Linked DNA regions of Sus scrofa: regions 1 and 3 are each linked to region 2. The links are chromatin contacts, called in public Hi-C and HiChIP or PLAC-seq maps. All regions are on one chromosome and are shown on one strand. Each heading gives the region's core, a stretch centred on a gene start, on an enhancer-like site or on the middle of the called end of the contact. The rest is flanking DNA. Distances are from core to core; before and after follow the strand shown.

The links. A called contact is a pair of places that touch in the nucleus more often than the background predicts. HiChIP or PLAC-seq counts read pairs in DNA pulled down with a chosen protein or histone mark.
Region 1: a contact with region 2 is called in an H3K27ac HiChIP or PLAC-seq map of skeletal muscle. The contact joins two enhancer-like sites. A contact is called at or near these places in 3 of 47 Hi-C or Micro-C datasets (heart right ventricle and skeletal muscle) and 1 of 2 datasets of contacts at active chromatin or transcription factors (skeletal muscle).
Region 3: a contact with region 2 is called in a Hi-C map of skeletal muscle, with 3 times the contacts expected there. The contact joins two enhancer-like sites. A contact is called at or near these places in 2 of 5 promoter capture datasets (fetal liver and liver), 10 of 47 Hi-C or Micro-C datasets (embryonic fibroblasts, fibroblasts, heart right ventricle and 6 more) and 2 of 2 datasets of contacts at active chromatin or transcription factors (alveolar macrophages and skeletal muscle).

What each region holds. Positions count from the first base shown.
Region 1 is chr17:44,053,870-44,056,722 of Sscrofa11.1, forward strand. It overlaps CHD6 (chromodomain-helicase-DNA-binding protein 6), which reads right to left. Exons shown (of 37, transcript XM_021077872.1): 36 at 1,790-1,909. Among named protein-coding and RNA genes, the nearest start is that of EMILIN3, 42 kb to the left of the region's middle. Within about 2 kb of position 1,287, at least 21 of the 83 cell types and tissues checked have an H3K27ac peak or open chromatin away from gene starts, as enhancers often do. A contact at or near this core is called in skeletal muscle, where this site is marked.
Region 2 is chr17:43,977,499-43,980,271 of Sscrofa11.1, forward strand. No RefSeq gene overlaps it. Among named protein-coding and RNA genes, the nearest start is that of LPIN3, 15 kb to the right of the region's middle. Within about 2 kb of position 1,438, at least 35 of the 83 cell types and tissues checked have an H3K27ac peak or open chromatin away from gene starts, as enhancers often do. A contact at or near this core is called in alveolar macrophages, embryonic fibroblasts, liver and 2 more, where this site is marked.
Region 3 is chr17:43,870,767-43,873,615 of Sscrofa11.1, forward strand. It overlaps a transcript of ZHX3 not described here. Among named protein-coding and RNA genes, the nearest start is that of ZHX3, 13 kb to the left of the region's middle. Within about 2 kb of position 1,370, at least 23 of the 83 cell types and tissues checked have an H3K27ac peak or open chromatin away from gene starts, as enhancers often do. A contact at or near this core is called in alveolar macrophages, embryonic fibroblasts, liver and 2 more, where this site is marked.

The DNA.
Region 1 (2,853 bases), core at 37-2,536, 76 kb after region 2:
CCCTGAGCCTGACTGTGGCCTGTGCGATGCTAAGTCTCTGGGACTTGCCAGCCGAGCTCCAGCGCACACATGCAGAAGGGGCTGAAGGAAGGCAGAAGTTCCTTGTGGGATCCGGATGTGTTTCTAGAAGAAATGCTAGGGTCTCTAAGAGAGACAAGGAGTGCAGCACACCTCAGAGGCTCTGGTCCTGGGGGGGGTGGGGGTGGAGGGACCTTGGGAGACACGGCTGAGGGGACGCGGGAAGGCTGCACAGTCCCGAGGACCAGGAGGACAAGCGGTTCCATGCCTTCCCAAGGCAGGGCTTCTTGTTGTTGTGTTTACTTAACAAAGGAGGGAAAGCCCAGCTCTGGTAAGAAGCTGGCTTGCGAGAACAGCTCACAAATGAGTTTTCTGGCAAAGGATCAGCATCTCTGGGGGGAGGGGGTGATGAACGTTAATTTCTAGAGAGTGTGAGGGAAATTGTTCGAGGTGTTGTAAGAAATGGGAAGCCAAGGGGGAAACCCTGTGGTTTTTCTGACAAGTCACTACACCAAGAGCTCAGAGACTCAACCAAGTAAGAACTGGAGGGCTCTCCTGGACGACCAGCGTGACCCTGTGTGCTATGACAAAGGGACAGCGCGGGCAGGCCATGTGCAGGGGCCAAGACAGAGTGATGGGAACCAATGTGCAACCAGCCTGGACTGTGTAACTGCGTCTGAGGGCGGTGGTGGTGTGTTGCGGAGAATAAAGCAAGAGAGGACAGCTTTTCCATCACGCCAAACTTTCTCAAAAGTAGCCCGGCTCCACCTCCGTCCCTGAGTGGCTGCAGCAGTACGAGGGCGGTCATGTTTGCCGAGCTGCTAGAAGAGCAATCCTCCAGGGGCCAAATCAGAAACAAGCTCCTTGAGAACATTAAGTAACAACTTCTTTCTGCCCAAGGAGGAAATGACTAGGGTGGGTGGTCTCTTGGAGCTAAAAAAAGAAACCGCATCCAGGAAATCCCACCAAGGAGGGAGTTCATACCCAGGAAAGCTGGAGCTGGCAGAGGACTGAGGAAGGAGTTCAGGACAGCCAGCGAGCTTCAAGGACAACCCAGGAAGGGCAGATCCCCACGAGGCTCTTTAGAAGCACCCTATTTGGGCAGAAGGCACTTCAAGGAGGTTAAAAGCACATTTGTGTATCATTTGCCCAAGCTCAACACATTTTCTGGTTGAAATGTTATTACCGCCCCCTAGAGGTTGTGAGTTTTCTAGTCCAAATTTGTAGTCATCTGTAAACTATAATTAACTCAGATTCCTTCTACTACAAGTATCTGCAGATGTCTTTGAAGTCTCTTCCAGGCTCATGATTCTATAATAGGAAAAGGGCAGTGCTTGGAGTCAGCTGTTTTTCATTGCCAGCGAGGACAGACTAGGAGGAAATGTCTTAAATGGTAGCCAGAGAAACTTAGGTTGGAAAATGAAAATTTCCAATAGCACAGTTTGTAAAACACTGGAAACAGACTCCTGATAAGAGTTAAAGGTAATTTTCCCTGAACTCTCTAAAATTGCGGGGGGGAAGGGGCAGGGGATTAAGCTTTGAGGATGGTTTAAGTACAACTTAAACCAAAAGTTTCAGAGGTAAAGACTGAACATAAATGTCACAGAAGTCACACTGCTGGTCAGAACACCCATCACCCCTCATCACTACTTGGCAGCCTCCCGTGCTGCCCCTGCCCTCTCAGGAAGAAGGCTGCGCAGCTACCTCCCTCCCCCGCCCCAGCCGGAGCTGCTGCAAGGCTGGGGTCCAGCCGGTTGTCCCTGTTCCTTACCCTCAGGCCTGGCTCCTTGGGGACAGCAGGAACCCTTTCTTCCCCGCTCAGGCAGCTGACGTCTAACTTTCCAGGTTCCTTACAGCGTGGCCTCCTCTGCTTTGGTTTGTCTGAAAAATTCTAGGAGGTAAATGGAAACCAACATTACAAGAACATTCTGCCTCTGATTCTTCTGATGAGGACAGTGCCTTTCAGTCGCTTCTGCTGTTCTCTCATTCACGGCCCTCTGCACAGGACCCATCGGGTTAGGCTGAAGGAAACAGCCACCCGGCCCTCACCTAGGCTCTCTCCTTGAAGCAAGCTGGAGAACAGGCCTCCGGTGGGGGCCTCCCGGCCCTCCAGCCTAGCCTAGAGCGCCTGGCTGACCCACCAGTGTCTCTGGGTACAGCTTAATCCCTAGCCCTCCCCTCTGAATCATTCTCTTCACTGCTACCTCCCTGGTGGGTTTCGTCTGTCTTTGGAGGCTGTGCCTCTGTGAATGCGTTCTCCTTTTCTGGTGGGCTTTCCACCTCCTTATCTTACTAATGAGATGAACCCAGGACAAAGATGGTGGTGGAGTGGACAAGCAAATGAGAAAAGAAAAACGAGAAGACTCCAGTGCTCAGATTCCTCATCTGCAGAGGCGGTAAAAGGAGTTGAGGAAAAATCCCAAAGCAGTAACTAGAACTAACATACCACCATTAACTTGAAGGAATATACAGGAACGTTTTCATGAAGTGGCAGCACTTACGCAACCCAAAGAATTCTCTGTGAGCTTATGGATGTGGTAATTCTGGAGGGAAGAGAGGTCTGAGCTTAGGCAAGTTCTATCGTCTTAAGATGTTGCATGTCTACTTTCTGGCACAGCATTTCTGACGTGGGATGTAATTTCTGTTACTGGAAAACTTAATCAGAATTTAAAACTTTTTTCCCTCCACTTTAAAATGACATTCTTGGCAGACACAGCTTTCTCGGACTTGCTAGGCCCCAGTCTTCCTCAGCATCCTCCTTGTCAAAGCGGCACCGGCCGGCGGGAAGTAAATGGGGGGTCTCTGCAGCCCGACACACACTTACTGCGCCGAAGC
Region 2 (2,773 bases), core at 188-2,687:
TATGGGGGGAAATTTCCGGGGTTTCAGGTGCAATGGGGCGATGCAGTTTTTGCAAGATGCCCAATAACAAATTTAATTTAGTTTGGTATACGTTCTTTCAGATGTTTTCAGGGTACCTAAACATTTTTTTGTTTATTTCTGACCATGGAATCATGTTACACACGCTGCTGAACCTTTTTCTGACTTTACAGGTGTTCAACATCTGTTCATTTTAATATACACAAATCTACTTCATACTCTGCATCCATGGTTTACTAACTCATTTTTTTTTTATTTTTGGTCTTTTTGTCTTTTTAGGGCCACACCTGCAGCATATGGAGGTTCTCAGGCTAGGGGTCGAGTTGGAGCTACAGCTGCCGGCCACAGCCACAGCAACTCGAGATCTGAGCCACATCTGCAACCTACACCACAACTCACAGTAGCACCAGATCCTTAACCCACTGAGCAAGGCCAGGGATTGAACCCATGTCCTCATGGATCTTAGTCGGGTTCATTAACTGCTGAGCTAGGAAGTGAACTGCCTAACTCATTTCTTTAGCACTCTGCCTCCTATTCACCTATGCCATGAACAAGGCTATCATAAATAACCTCCTTACCTCTGTATATATCTGAGCAAACTTTTCTTTTTTCTTTTTTTTTTGTTTTTTTGTTTGTTTTTTTTTTGTTTGTTTGTTTGTTTTTTTTTTTTTTTTGCTTTTTAGGGCCACACTTGCAGCATATGGAAGCTCCCAGGCTAGGGGTCAAATCAGAGCTACAGTTGATAGCCACAGCCTCAGCCACAGCCACATAGGATCTGAGCTGCTTCTGTGACCTACACCACAGCTCACAGAAAGGCTGGATCCTTAACCCACGGATCGAGGCCAGGGATGGAACCCACATCCTCATGGATACTAGTCAGGCTTGTTACTGCTGAGCCACAATGGGAACTCCTGAGCAAACTTTCTTTAAAACACATTTCAAGGAGTAAGACTGCTAACTATGTGCCCCCTACACATTTTACTGAAAACTGCCTGCTTATTTTGCTTATTTTACAAAGGGGTTGAGCAAGCTTCCATTCCTGCCAACTGGGCATGAGAGTTCCCAGTCTCTGCACTTGGATTTCTGACCCTTCACACTGCATCAGACAGAGGGCATGGATATCAATTCCTGGTGCCCCCCCCCATCCTCTGCCACTCAGTTTGGTACTGACTTCATGGTTGCCGACAAATAATTTTTCAGACTGTGACACATGGCTGTGGCCATTCCCTAGTGTTTAACAGATGGAATTTCTATTTTCACTTGTGTTTTAAATCATGTTTTGGGGAGAGGTGCAGGTGAGAGATGGGAGCTCTGTGGCCTGTCTTTCCACGTCACTCCCAGGCAGCCTTCAAAGGTCCCACCTACGTGGAGGAACCAGGCTCCTGTGCTTGGGCCAGTGTTTTAAGCTGCAAGGAATGTGGTGACTCAGCTGGTCGCCCAGGGACACCTCGCTGAACAAGGCCGAGGGAAGGAAGTCATTACACAGACAGCTGTGTTGTAAAAAACAAAAATACTCCACACACCAGGCTTTACAAAGCAGTGTGGCTGTGTCCATGACTCAACAGGACTGCTTCTGCTACATGGTCCCCAGCTCGTGATACGTGGCACCCAGCTCGTGATACATGCCCTCCCCAGTTCAGAATACGTGGCACGCAGTTCAGAATACGTGGCCTCCAGTTCAGAGTATGTGGCACGCAGCCCTCACTGCTGGCTGCTCCTCAAACTGCTTGAAAATCGGACTGGGCGGGGACCCCAGGAAAATCCGTGACTATCTTCTCCCTTCCACCCTCTCCCATGGCTTCCCTCATCATCTCTTTTCTCCTCGCTCATTCCTCTTTAATTTTCTACCTTTTAAAGACATTGTGGAGTTCCCATTGTGGCTTAGCAGTAACAAACCTGACTAGTATCCATGAGGACACGGGTTCGATCCCTGGCCCTCCTCAGCGGGTTAAGGATCCAGCGTTGCCATTAGCTGTGGTGTAGGTCACAGATACAGCTTGGACCTAGCATTGCTGTGGCTGTGATGTAGGCCAGGAGCTGCAGCTCCAATTAGACTCCTAGTCTGGGAACTCCCAAATGCTGCCGGTGCAGCCCTAAAAAATAAATAAATAAACAAATAAAGACACTGAAAAATCTGGAGTTCCTATTCTGGCTCAGCGGGTTAAGAACCTGGCTAGTATCCATGAAAATGTGGGTTCAGTCACTGGACTTGCTCAGTGAGTTAAGGACACGGCCTTGCCACAAGCTTCAGCATAGGTCACAAATGCGGCTCAGATGGCATTGCTGTGACTGCAGCATAGGTTGGCAGCTGCAGCTCCATTTCAACCCCTAGCCTGTAAACTTCCACATGCTGCAGGTTCAGCCATTAAAAAAAAAAAAAAAAAAAAAAAAAAGTAAAGACATTGAAAAATCAGAGTACCAATGGTGGCTCAATGGAAACAAACCTGATTAGCATCCATGAAGACACAGGTTCAATCCCCAGCCTCACTCAGTGGGTTAAGGATCTGGTGTTGCTATGAGCTGTGGTGATGGTTGCAGACAAGGCTTGGGTCTTGCATTGCTGTGGCTGTGGCGTAGGCCAGTGGCTACAGCTCTGATTTGATCTCTAGCCTGGGAACCTCCATATGCTGCGGGTGTGGTCCTAAAAAGACAGAAAAAAAAAAGACATTGAAAAATCTGGAATTTAGTATTTCACACCAATGGGAGACAAGGCAGAGACAGAGCAAGACCCAAACACACACACCCCCCCAACCCA
Region 3 (2,849 bases), core at 120-2,619, 110 kb before region 2:
ATTTGTATGAAGTTGCACACAATAGCTGAAGAAAATTAGTGAATTCCATACCTTGGAAGTGTCAAAAAGTTGTATGGGGGCTAGATGTACAAACAAAACAACACCCAGCAGGTTCTTATTGTGAACTCAGTCCAAGCTATAAATGAAAGAATATGCAAATACCTTTTAGATTACTGTTTGGCACGAATCGAGTGATCCCAGTGGTGGCAGTGGCTCGTACTGTGAACCACTGCCATAAACTCTGAATTAAACCACTGAGTTCCATCTCAAGAAGACTTCTGAAGTATAAGATAATACCACACATGGATCAATTTGCACTGATGGCGCCACTGCTATGCTAGAAAGTCTGAGAAAATTCCATGACCAGCCAGGAAACTGGATTCACTTCAATTCTCTCTCAAAGCACTTTTATCTCTCCTGATCCATTCCAATAGCCTCCAGAGATGGTTATTACTGCCCCTTCCCCCACAGCATTGAAGGGCTATCAGCAAAAAAGAGGAGGTGACAGACCAAAGTCACACGCAGATTTGTACATGAGCCTGATGTTCTGACTCTTTAACTCTCCTGTTCTTTTTTAGGCCACATTCACTCTGAATACCAAATGAATAATAAACCCACTACCTTTAATTATTTTACATTATTTTTATTATATATTTTTTCTTTTTACGGCTACACCTTCAACATATGGAAGTTCCCAGGCTAGGGGTCAAATAGGAGCTGCAGCTGCTGGCCTACACCAGAGCCACAGCTATACCAGATCTGAGCCACGTCTGCAACTCATGCTGCAGCTTGCAGCAACACTGGTTCCTTGACCCACTGAGCAAAGCCAGGAATTGAACCTGTATCCTCATGGAGACTACATCAGGTTTTTAACCAGCTGAGCCACAATGGGAACTCCTATTTACATTATTAATTACATAATTTTGAGCCTTCTTATGAGGGCTCTAAGATTTTTACAAGCTGAATCTGTCCAGTGTTGTAATTTTTAAAAATTAGGACAGCTAGACAGGGCTACCATGAGCCTACTCTCGTGTATGACTAGAGAACTCTGTCACAGTGGGCCTAACTAATTTGACTGAAGTTAGTCAGCAGGAATCTACAACAAAAAGAACACAAGAGAGACTGTCCATCTTCAGGAATGTGTGTGGGCAGGACCTTGGCAGCCCAGAAGATCTGCTGGCTGGAATTGTCAGATTTCTGCTGAAACAAAAGAACTGAAGTCTGTTTTTATGCCCTAGTACTCAAGTGTCAAAGCCACATTAAGCCCGGAACTGGCCTAATTTCTCTCTCTGGCTACTTAAGGGTCACAATACTTTCTGCATTTAGTAATCACCATCCAGCAGAGGGCTCAGGGCCAGAGCTCTGCACTTACTTCCCCCAACAAACAGTTCCTGTTTCTGTCAAGTCACCAACAGAAACGGCCAGCTCCCCTCAGGTGTTATCACCTCTGCAGCAAATAGGAATTCATTCTTTCTCAAACTCAGAAAGGCGATGATGATAAAAAATACAGTGGCCTCCGAATTAAAGGGACTTCAGAGACGACATATTTCAATTGCTCATCTTTGCATGAATCATCTTGTAAGTATCACTACTGTGGTCAGGATGGCTAACCACCCAGTCCTATCAGGTGGTTAGTCTAGTCTGCGCTTGAATATCTCCATCGACCCAGAGGTCAGCACCTACTGGGGTTAGAAAGATGTTAGAAATGATTCCTCGTAGTAATAAGCACCTCCCAAGTTGCCTTCTTGAAGCTTTCACTCACTAAATTGATTTTGTCACTCAAAAATCTTTGAGAACTTACAATGTTCTCAGGACTCTGTGCTAGGAACTGGGTATATAAGGATTTTTGAAAAGACGCCATTGCTGTATGAAGAAGCCAGTCGTTCTCTGTGGTTATTAGGCTATTCACCTGTGGTCCGGGGCTTGCTTGCTTTCTGAACACACTGGATTTCCCTGCCCACCTGCAGATGGGTGTAAACAATGAAATGTAAGCAAACGTGTCCTCTCTAGGGGAAGCTTCAAGAGAAAGTGCATGCTTTGTTTCGCTGTTTGCTCTCTGGCCAGCAAACGGCAATGCTTTGGGTCGTGCAAGGACCTGGAGGTGGGAATGTGCCTGGCCTGTTCAAAGAACAGCTGAGTGGGAGTCAAGACAGGGTCAAGGTGGTGAGGGCTGTGCAGAGCCATGTGGACGACTTGGGTTTCTCTGAGATGGGCAGTGCCCGAGAGGACTTGGAGCAAAGGGCTGACGTGATCCGACTTGTGTCCCACAGGACACCTGCTGGCTGTGCTGAGAACAGACTGAGGGAAAAACAAGAGGAAAGCAGGAAACCTGTCCGGAGGGTATGGCAGCAGTCCAGGCAAGAGATGACAATGGCCCGGACCAGGACGGTAGAGATGGAGGTTAAGGAGATGCGGCTGGACTCTGGACACATTTTGAAAGGAGAGCTGCGTGTGAACATCGTACTCACAGGAATCAAGGATGACTCCCAGGTTTTTGATCTAAGCAACAGGAAGGCTGGTGTTGCCGTCAACCAAGATAGGAAGCTCATTGCGAAAAGCCAAAGCCAATCTGTGCTGAGACTGGAAAGTCCCTTTCCAGGTGAAAAACTGGATTAAGCTGGTTTGGTCATAGGATTTCAGAGGACCAATGGGTCAGGCTGCTAATGAGCAGGGAGGCTGTGCAAGGCCAGTGTTCCCAGGGAAAAGACTCTGATCTCTGCTAAAATCTGCTCAAACCCACAGAAAACCACATAAAGAGGGGTGAGGGGTGGGAGGGTGAGGAGGTGGGGACAGGGAGAGGCTGGGGACAAACCGAGGAAACCCTGAAAACCAGGTAGTCAGAACCTGCA